Linked DNA regions of Danio rerio: regions 1 and 3 are each linked to region 2. The links are chromatin contacts, called in public HiCAR-type maps. All regions are on one chromosome and are shown on one strand. Each heading gives the region's core, a stretch centred on a gene start, on an enhancer-like site or on the middle of the called end of the contact. The rest is flanking DNA. Distances are from core to core; before and after follow the strand shown. Region 1 has its middle 72 kb from the start of tbl1xr1a. Region 2 overlaps si:ch211-51h4.2. Region 3 has its middle 84 kb from the start of s100p.

Region 1 (2,700 bases), core at 138-2,637, 170 kb after region 2:
CGCCACCGCGCTGCCCATCTATATATATTATAATATACTTTTATTGTTTTCATATTAGTATATAGGTATTATATATGATGCCTACATATTATTATATTGCATTAAATAATATTCATAAGTAGTATTTGAGACTTTTTGATGTGTCTTTGCTAGTGATAAGGGGGGGGGGGGGGGGGGGGGGGGTTTGGTATCATGTTTCACATGGCTTTCTGAATTCCAGCAAAGCTTTTTTAAATCATCAAAGGCAATTAGTGTGTGATGTTTGTGCTGCCTTGACAAGCCTGAATTCACCGGCTGAAATCCTGAACCCTTTTTTTATGACAGAGGAAGGCAAATTACTTCAATGAGTGGGGAATTTAACACAATTTCCATTTACTTGCATGCACATGTTGTGTGCAAATTGTTGTGAATCAGGTATAATGCACCAGGTTCATAAAATGCGTAAATGTGTCTGGAGGATGAGAAAGGTGCAGATTAACACAAGCTGGATTGCTTTAATGTAGCACTTTTTAGACGTATGATTTAAATAAATAGATACATTTGAATTTAACATGGATTTGAATTTTATCTAAAATTTTGTATACAGTTACACAGTTTTTGACAAACTTAAAGCCACAAAGTATTTTTCACCACGAGAGGGTGCATATTAACAACAAACAACGTCAGGGTTTGACAATTCAATGACATGAGAATCATGGGAGTTGTCATCTTTATTACATTCGTCATACCGTCCCGTTCGTTTAAAAGAATAAAATGCAGCCATACGTACCTCCGGTTACATAATTCGCGGTCTCCAGAAACGTCCACAGGACTACGTTTTCAGAATTAGCCTGGGTTGTATTTTTGCCTAAAAATAGCTTTAAAAGTGCATTATGTTGTCCAACAGCTGCAATATTTGTCACATTGTAGTGAGTTTGTTAATCTGCTGTCACTCTTTGTGGGTGGAGTAATACAGAAGAGTGAGGAGCCTGTACGAGTGCTGTTATAGCAGAAGAATGCATGACTATCAACCAATTACAGTTTTAATACATATATTAAAGTTGTGTTAATATTACAGTACAGTTATTTAAACTAGGCAAACAGCAGAGTTTTGTTTATAACAAAAGTCAAATGTAGGGTTAGTCACTGCCTGGTTTCACTGGTTTGTGGGTGTTTAGTGAATATAACACTGTGTGAAAGTAGTGCAACTGTTTAGTCAAATGACTGTGTTTGTGTGTGTTTGATTGTTTCAGCTGTGCTGGTCGTTATAATATGATCATGATTATGGCGTGTTGAAGCCAAGCTCCTGAAAATGTGTGTGTTTGGAAACACAAGGTCTGGTGTTCAGTCTGCCTGTGCAGGCACGTTTCTCTCAGTGAGGTACTTGGCATCAACCCTTCACTATCATATGCCAAGTTCATGGGTTGGTGGAGACACACATGCACACACGCACACACACACAAACACACACACATGCTTGCACACAGAAGCGAAAAGCTGTGTAAATATGTTCACTGTATCGGCTGGTAAATATAGAATTGATATTACCGATTCTACCTCAAGATAAGAAAAAGGCTGGAGTTCACAGTTTGTTTGTTTTTATCTTTGTCAACTTCCTCGCACACTGGCTCATTTATTTTTAAAACTTGCGAGGAGAGGAAATGTCACTTAAGATGGAGTTTTAGCAGTGCAGTCATGTGTTGATGCCCTCAGAGACAAGGAAAAAAAGTCCAAATGAAGACAGAAAAAAAAAATACTGCAGTGTGACACACAAAATAAGCTCTCTAAACTACCCACGCACACAGTACAGGCAAGATACGGCACAGATTACTCATTCAGTCAAATAACACACAGAAACGGCTCAAAGCTCTTCACCACCCACAAATGAACTAATCACCCATACTGAAAACCATGAATTTACCATCATAAATCAACATCAAAATTACATAAATAAGCTACTACAATGACAGAGAGAAGAGATAATGAACATTCAAACTGGCTCTCCGTGGTGTGACAGACATCAGTGGGGCAGATAAATTAAAAAGAATATATAAATGTATAAATTAATATTTTATGCATAGTATAAGATCTAAAAATCAGCAGTATTGTGAATTATTAATTCAATTTAATAATTTGTAAATATATAGTATTTTAAAATATTTTTCTATGATTTGTGAAAAAGACATCATGCAGTTTAAAAAATGAATTTATTATATAAAAAAACAGTTAAGAGAGACTGAAACACTATATGCTTTCAGAATTATTAGTACGCTGTTTATTTTTTTCCTCAATTTCTGTTTAATGGACAGAATATTTCTTCAACACATTTCTAAACATAATAGTTTTAATAATTCATTTCTAATAACTGATTTAGTTTTATCTTTGTCATGTTGACAGTACATAATATTGGACTAGATATTTTTCAAGGCACTTCTATACAGCTTAAAGTGACATTTAAAGCTTTAAGTAGGTAAATTAAGTTAACTTTCGGAAAAAAAAGGCCTAAAAGGGCTTATAATATTGACTTTAAAATGTTTTTTTTTTTTAAATAAAAACTCCTTTTTTTTCTAGCTGAACTAAAACAAATAAGACTTTCTCCAGAAGAAAAAACATTACCAGACATACTGTGAAAATTTCCTTGCTCTGTTGAACATCATTTGAGATGTATTTAAAAAAGAAAAACAATTTAAAGGGAGTTTAATAGTTCTGATTTCAACTTTT
Region 2 (2,700 bases), core at 32-2,531:
GACTGGCTGATGTGGCTCTCAATGCCGAATGTGAAGGCCGAGTGGGAAAACCCTGCCAGAGGGAATGATAAACACTTCAGTGTGACGCTTGCTGGATCAACTTTCTCTTCTGCTCACAGCTACACAGAGCGTATCATGTGTGCTCCTTTAAACAACGCCCTGACTGTGAACAGCCATAGAGTTGTACTGTAAGCAATGCTGATGGAGGCTTATGAATCAAAAGGAATAAGTGATAGGTCTATCAATCAAATATGAAAACATTTTGGTGTGTTTTTTAATCATTATTCATGGGAAAATGTACCAAATAATTAAAACGTTGTTCATTTACATACGCTCCACATTTTCCAAAATGATTTGAGTAGTGACAAACAGAAGATATTTTGAAGAATGTTGGAAACCTGCCACCACTAGGTATGATTCCATCCAAAGTTATACTTTGTGCAAAATGTCTGTTTTTTTGGTCATTATGCAGAATTATATTTGCAGAATTATAAAAACAACCCGAGACGACAACGATTAACTGGTTAGTCTAGTTATCCAATGGCATCCTCTGTTGAGGCAAAATCAGATAACATATTTGAAGACTGTATTGACTAAATGTTTTTCCAATGCAGTGGATGTGCATGTCATATTATTATTTTTTATTATTAATAATAATGTAATATTCTAAAATATATAAACATAGCTATTGATTTTCATAGTACATATTTCCTACTATGCAAGCCAACATTCTTCAAAATATCTTTATAAGAGTCTCGTAAATGTTTAGAACCACTTAAGGGTTAGTAATAATCATTATTTATTATTGTTATCATTATTATTATTATTTAATATTCAGGAAAGAGCGTTTTTTTGTAAAATGTTGGTGGTGATTAGTGTGGTAGCGCCACCTACCTGACTCCTGCAGGTATCTATACACCAGGAAGTTGACCTCATCGCTGCTAATACTCATCTTCACACTTGCTTACACCATGAGGTCAGCACACAGGACACTAGCCTGAGAGAAAAAGAGGACAAAAACAATCTCAGAAACGGAATGACACTAAAAGCGTCAACAGAAGAGGTATGGATATTGCCAGACTTTCTGCTTTCCACTCAGGGGACTCGGAGTGTGTATAAAAAGCCTCTTTTTTTACAGTGCAATAAGGGGGTAAAAGCTCTCTTTGTCAGCAGGAACCTGAGTGTGTAGTGTGCTGCCAGAGGTTACCAAGGGCTTCACAGCCCTGCATGGCTGAATAACAAGTTGTAGTTCCAAAAGTGTCCATTATACTAAGGGGGCGCTGTTGCATCAAACTGAACTGCAGAACAAACAAAAAAAAGCTCCTGCCACTGAAAATGTTTACATGAGAGTTACTACAAAATACTTGTGTTTACTTGAGTTTGTGACTCAGATTCAATTTGACTGGCCTTACAGAGCTGCCAAAATGTCAGTTCACACATTGAGATGCATTTACAACTTTAGCACAGGAGGGTTTAGTTGAAATTAAAACTGACCTAGATTTGACAGTTTTTTTACATGATTAAACTGTTCGATTTATTGTGATATAAAGGGAACAGTTAACACATTTCATTCTCAAGGACACTGCTCTGTTTTTTTGCTGAATTTCTTCAAATAGCATGCTCTATATTTAACCACAATTTTAACATGTCTGCTGAACGGTAGACTTCTTGAAGCAGAAAACAAAACATGTAAAACACTTAATTTCTCAGATAAAAAATACAGCTGGATACATTTTACTGTCTAAAAAAAGAAACAAAGCTACACTATTATTTTATTTATTTATTTATTTTTGATGTATGAAAGCTCTTTTAAATTGTTACACACCTAAAATAAGATATTTTTATTTTGCATTATACAACTTAAACAGATTTTAAAAATCCCTGAAATGTGTAACAATACATCACAGTGTTTCCTCTAGGATTTTTTTCCAGCTGTGGCGGCAGGCCTTTTTTTTACACAGATATACCAAATACCTGTGGCGTTATTTCATTGACAAATGTCTTGAGCGCAGTATTAGAAGTCAAGATCGCATTTATGTAATTACCTACATGTACGAGCATGTGAATCTCTGCTTAACGATTTCCTCTGCTTGTGCACAAAACATCTTGCACGCGACCTCAAATATAAGTCGCTTCAAGAGCGCGCAGATCTTCTTGTGCGCTCTCAAACAAATGCTGCTGAGTGCGATTTAGTGCGTTTATGTAACGAGGATGTCTCCAGCATTTATTAGATTTGCTAGGAATGTTTATGAATGTCTCTAATACAGTGGTCCCCAACCCCCGGGCCACAGTACCGGGCCGCACAAGAATTAATTATCTTTAAGTTGCCAGATAAAGTTGCTACATTTAAAGCCAAACTGAGGCATATTGGACATGTTTCAAACATTAGCGGGGATTTTGTGTGAGACTAAGCCTGCGCCCTCACTCACCAAGCTGGTGCACGATCATCAGTATTCACTGTTGAAGGAGTTTGAGCGCTACTTCCCAACCTCAAAGGACCCACAAACGGCTAGGGAATGGATACGTGACCCATTTGTCAACAAACCAGCTGAATCCAGAATGTCCGTGCAAAAAGAAGACCAACTGCTGAAGATCGTAAATGACAGCGGCCTTAAAACAGTGTTCAAGACAACAACTCTGCCGGTGTTCTGGATTAAAGTAATGGCAGAATACCCAGAGATCGCTAACACAGCGCTGAAA
Region 3 (2,720 bases), core at 26-2,525, 240 kb after region 2:
ATTTGAAAAGCAAGGTGTATTGTTATTTGCAAGCACCTATTTGTATAAATCACTGTTGACTTGTATTTGTAAATTGATAGTTATTCATAGTTTATACACTCCGATCATTGTTCCAAAGCTTTCTTCTGCAGAGGATACAATAAATATTAAACAGTAACGTAACCAACTGACTGGTTACTCTTTTTTTATCTCTTTTTTCAGTCATTATCATTCCTCTTTCATAGAAGACAAAAATTCAAGTAATTAGTATTAAACGCATCACCTTATTTCTTAGAAAACATATTTTTTCAGGTGAGGTTGACTTAATTTTCACCAAAGAAATCTTCATATGCAAACAAAATAAGACTAATAAGTTTATAAATTATGTGTGATAAAATAAATTGACGTGGGGAAAATGTATTGAACACTTAAAGAAAGGTAGGTGTGAAAGGCCAATGAAAGTCCAGACTGAGGCTGAAATCTCTCAATAGTTATTCGTCAACCCTCTGCCCTTCTTTATTGTAAATTAATATTAGCTGCTTCAGTCCAACATCTACATTAGCTTGAGGATGAAGATGAAACCAGGGTGGACATTTCAGCAAGGCAATGATCCAAAACCCAGCCAAGGAAACTCTCAAATGCTTTGGAAGAAAGAAAATCAAGCTGTAGATTGGCCCAACCAATCACCTGACTCGAATCCAATAGAAAATACAAAGTAAATATCAGATTTAATCGACGAAACCCACAGAACCATCAAGATTTTTACACTGTTAAAGACTGTGAGAAACTCACACCTGAGCAAGGCTTGCAACTTCATTCTGCAAATATAAGGTGTCTTTAAGCTGTCATTAAATAGATTTCAGTAGTTCAGCACTTTCTCCTTGTGTCATTTCAATGGTATTACACAACTTTTCAGATTTTTTGTTTGTTTTATATTCATGTTTGTATTGTTTGGGTTTATACCAAAATCTGGTTCAATTACATATCAACATCTCCTTTATAAATATTATTCTTGGGAAAAAAAAAAAAACTAGCATGTTCAATACTTATTTCCCCCATTGTATATTTAAGAATATAAATTGCTTGTGAAATTGCCTAAAAATGTTTAACCTTGAGATAAATAATTTCATGGACCAAAAAAAAAAAAAAAAGAGTTCCTGCTGTGATTATGTCATGGGCTGAAATAGAAGGAAAAGAATAGCAGAAGAGAGAGAGAGAGAGAGAGAGAGAGAGAGAGAGAGAGAGAGAGAGTGAAAGAGACCTCCAGCATACTCACCGGCAGACTTTAAGTGTGTGCTCAGCATGGCTATTTTTAGCATGAGGAAATAGGCAAAAGTCATGCAGGAACACTGCAGACAACAGAACAAAGAAGAAGAAAAAAAACAACGATACGCTCTAATATGCCATTACAATGCGGGTGATTGCCTTCTAAATGGAGATGTCTCTATCTGTCCCTCTTTCTCGCTCTCCCATCTGCCTTCCACCATTCTGCATGTGAAAGACTATTGCATTAAATGATACATTTTGTTGTGCCAGTGTTCTTGGTTTAGGATTGCACTGCATATGCCTTGTGGAGGAAAATGTATGAGTATGAATAACAGATGCTACAATATCTAGCAGCTGTGCGGACCGCAGTAATATGAGATCACCATTGCATAAGCATCTAATGAGAAAATGGAACCCAGAAGTTTCTCTCTAAAAATGGATGGGGCCATTTCACTGTGTTAAAATCCAAATTCCTGGATAATAACTATGGAATCTATTTTATTGCTTTGCATGTAAAATGAAACATACTTCTCAGTCGTGTAAAAGCAGACCAGGATGTGCAAAACCTCCAATAGAAATGGCATTTCTTATTGTAGCATAGACACAAAATGAAGCCCAACTGCAACCATATAAATCTATCTCAACTTAATCATGTGGTATTAAATACTGGTGGAAGGGGCTTGACAAAATAAAATAGAATGTGACTATGCATAAAAATGGGTTTCCTTTCACCACAGAATAGACTGATTCGTGTCAATTCAGTGATTTATAACATAAATGTTTGTAACATTTATGAATATGACATAGTTTTAACAAACAAATACAGGATTGATCTATTTAAACATTAAGTAATAGTTAGACAATCAGTTATTGCAGTTTTTTTCAATTGCTTTGGCAAATTTTTCAAAATAGACTTAATCTATAAACGGTGAGTGCAAATCTCAAAACTATTTGCTGAAACTTCACTTTTTGCTTGGTTTTGCCGTTGCTTTTTTGTTTGGTTTTGCCAAAGTAGACTTATTACCATACTTATTAGGGGAAGAGGGCAGGGAAGGGTTTGCATTAGGGTGCACGTGCACTCAGTTTCACATTAATTCGGATGTATAAAGAGAATATGCGTGGGATTGCTTATACGCAGGGTTTCATACATCTGAATTACATCTGAAGTCTTTGTACAAAAGGCCTCTGGTGAGTCTGTTGAAGAACAGTTTTAGAAAGCAGGTGAGACAAAAATAAAAGTCAAAAATTTAAATAAAGCATTAAATAACAGGGTGAGAATGTAGTAAACCATTGTTATACAATAACTTGCCTAATTACCCTATCCTGCCTAGTTAACCTACTTAACCTAGTTAAGCCTTGAAATGTCACTTTAAGCTGTATAGAAGTGTTTTGAAAAATATCTAGTCAAATATTATTTACTGTCATCATGGCAAAGATAAAATAAATCAGTTATCAGAAATGAGTTATTAAAACTA

The links. HiCAR-type assays count read pairs that join an accessible place to other places.
Region 1: a HiCAR-type map of caudal fin shows a contact between it and region 2, with 7 times the contacts expected there. The contact joins two enhancer-like sites. A contact is called at or near these places in 1 of 18 Hi-C or Micro-C datasets (caudal fin) and 1 of 4 datasets of contacts at active chromatin or transcription factors (caudal fin).
Region 3: a HiCAR-type map of caudal fin shows a contact between it and region 2, with 6 times the contacts expected there. The contact joins two enhancer-like sites. A contact is called at or near these places in 1 of 18 Hi-C or Micro-C datasets (hematopoietic stem cells) and 1 of 4 datasets of contacts at active chromatin or transcription factors (caudal fin).

The regions. Positions count from the first base shown.
Region 1 is chr11:8,725,533-8,728,232 of GRCz12tu, reverse strand. No RefSeq gene overlaps it. Among named protein-coding and RNA genes, the nearest start is that of tbl1xr1a, 72 kb to the left of the region's middle. Within about 2 kb of position 1,387, at least 10 of the 62 cell types and tissues checked have an H3K27ac peak or open chromatin away from gene starts, as enhancers often do. A contact at or near this core is called in caudal fin, where this site is marked.
Region 2 is chr11:8,895,297-8,897,996 of GRCz12tu, reverse strand. All of the region lies in intron 18 of si:ch211-51h4.2, which reads left to right. tbl1xr1a (TBL1X/Y related 1a) reads right to left here. Exons shown (of 14, transcript NM_001020583.1): 4 at 895-997; 5 at 1-52. The coding sequence starts at 952. Among named protein-coding and RNA genes, the nearest start is that of tbl1xr1a, 98 kb to the right of the region's middle. Within about 2 kb of position 1,281, at least 43 of the 62 cell types and tissues checked have an H3K27ac peak or open chromatin away from gene starts, as enhancers often do. A contact at or near this core is called in caudal fin, where this site is marked.
Region 3 is chr11:8,657,671-8,660,390 of GRCz12tu, reverse strand. No RefSeq gene overlaps it. Among named protein-coding and RNA genes, the nearest start is that of s100p, 84 kb to the right of the region's middle. Within about 2 kb of position 1,275, at least 16 of the 62 cell types and tissues checked have an H3K27ac peak or open chromatin away from gene starts, as enhancers often do. A contact at or near this core is called in caudal fin, where this site is marked.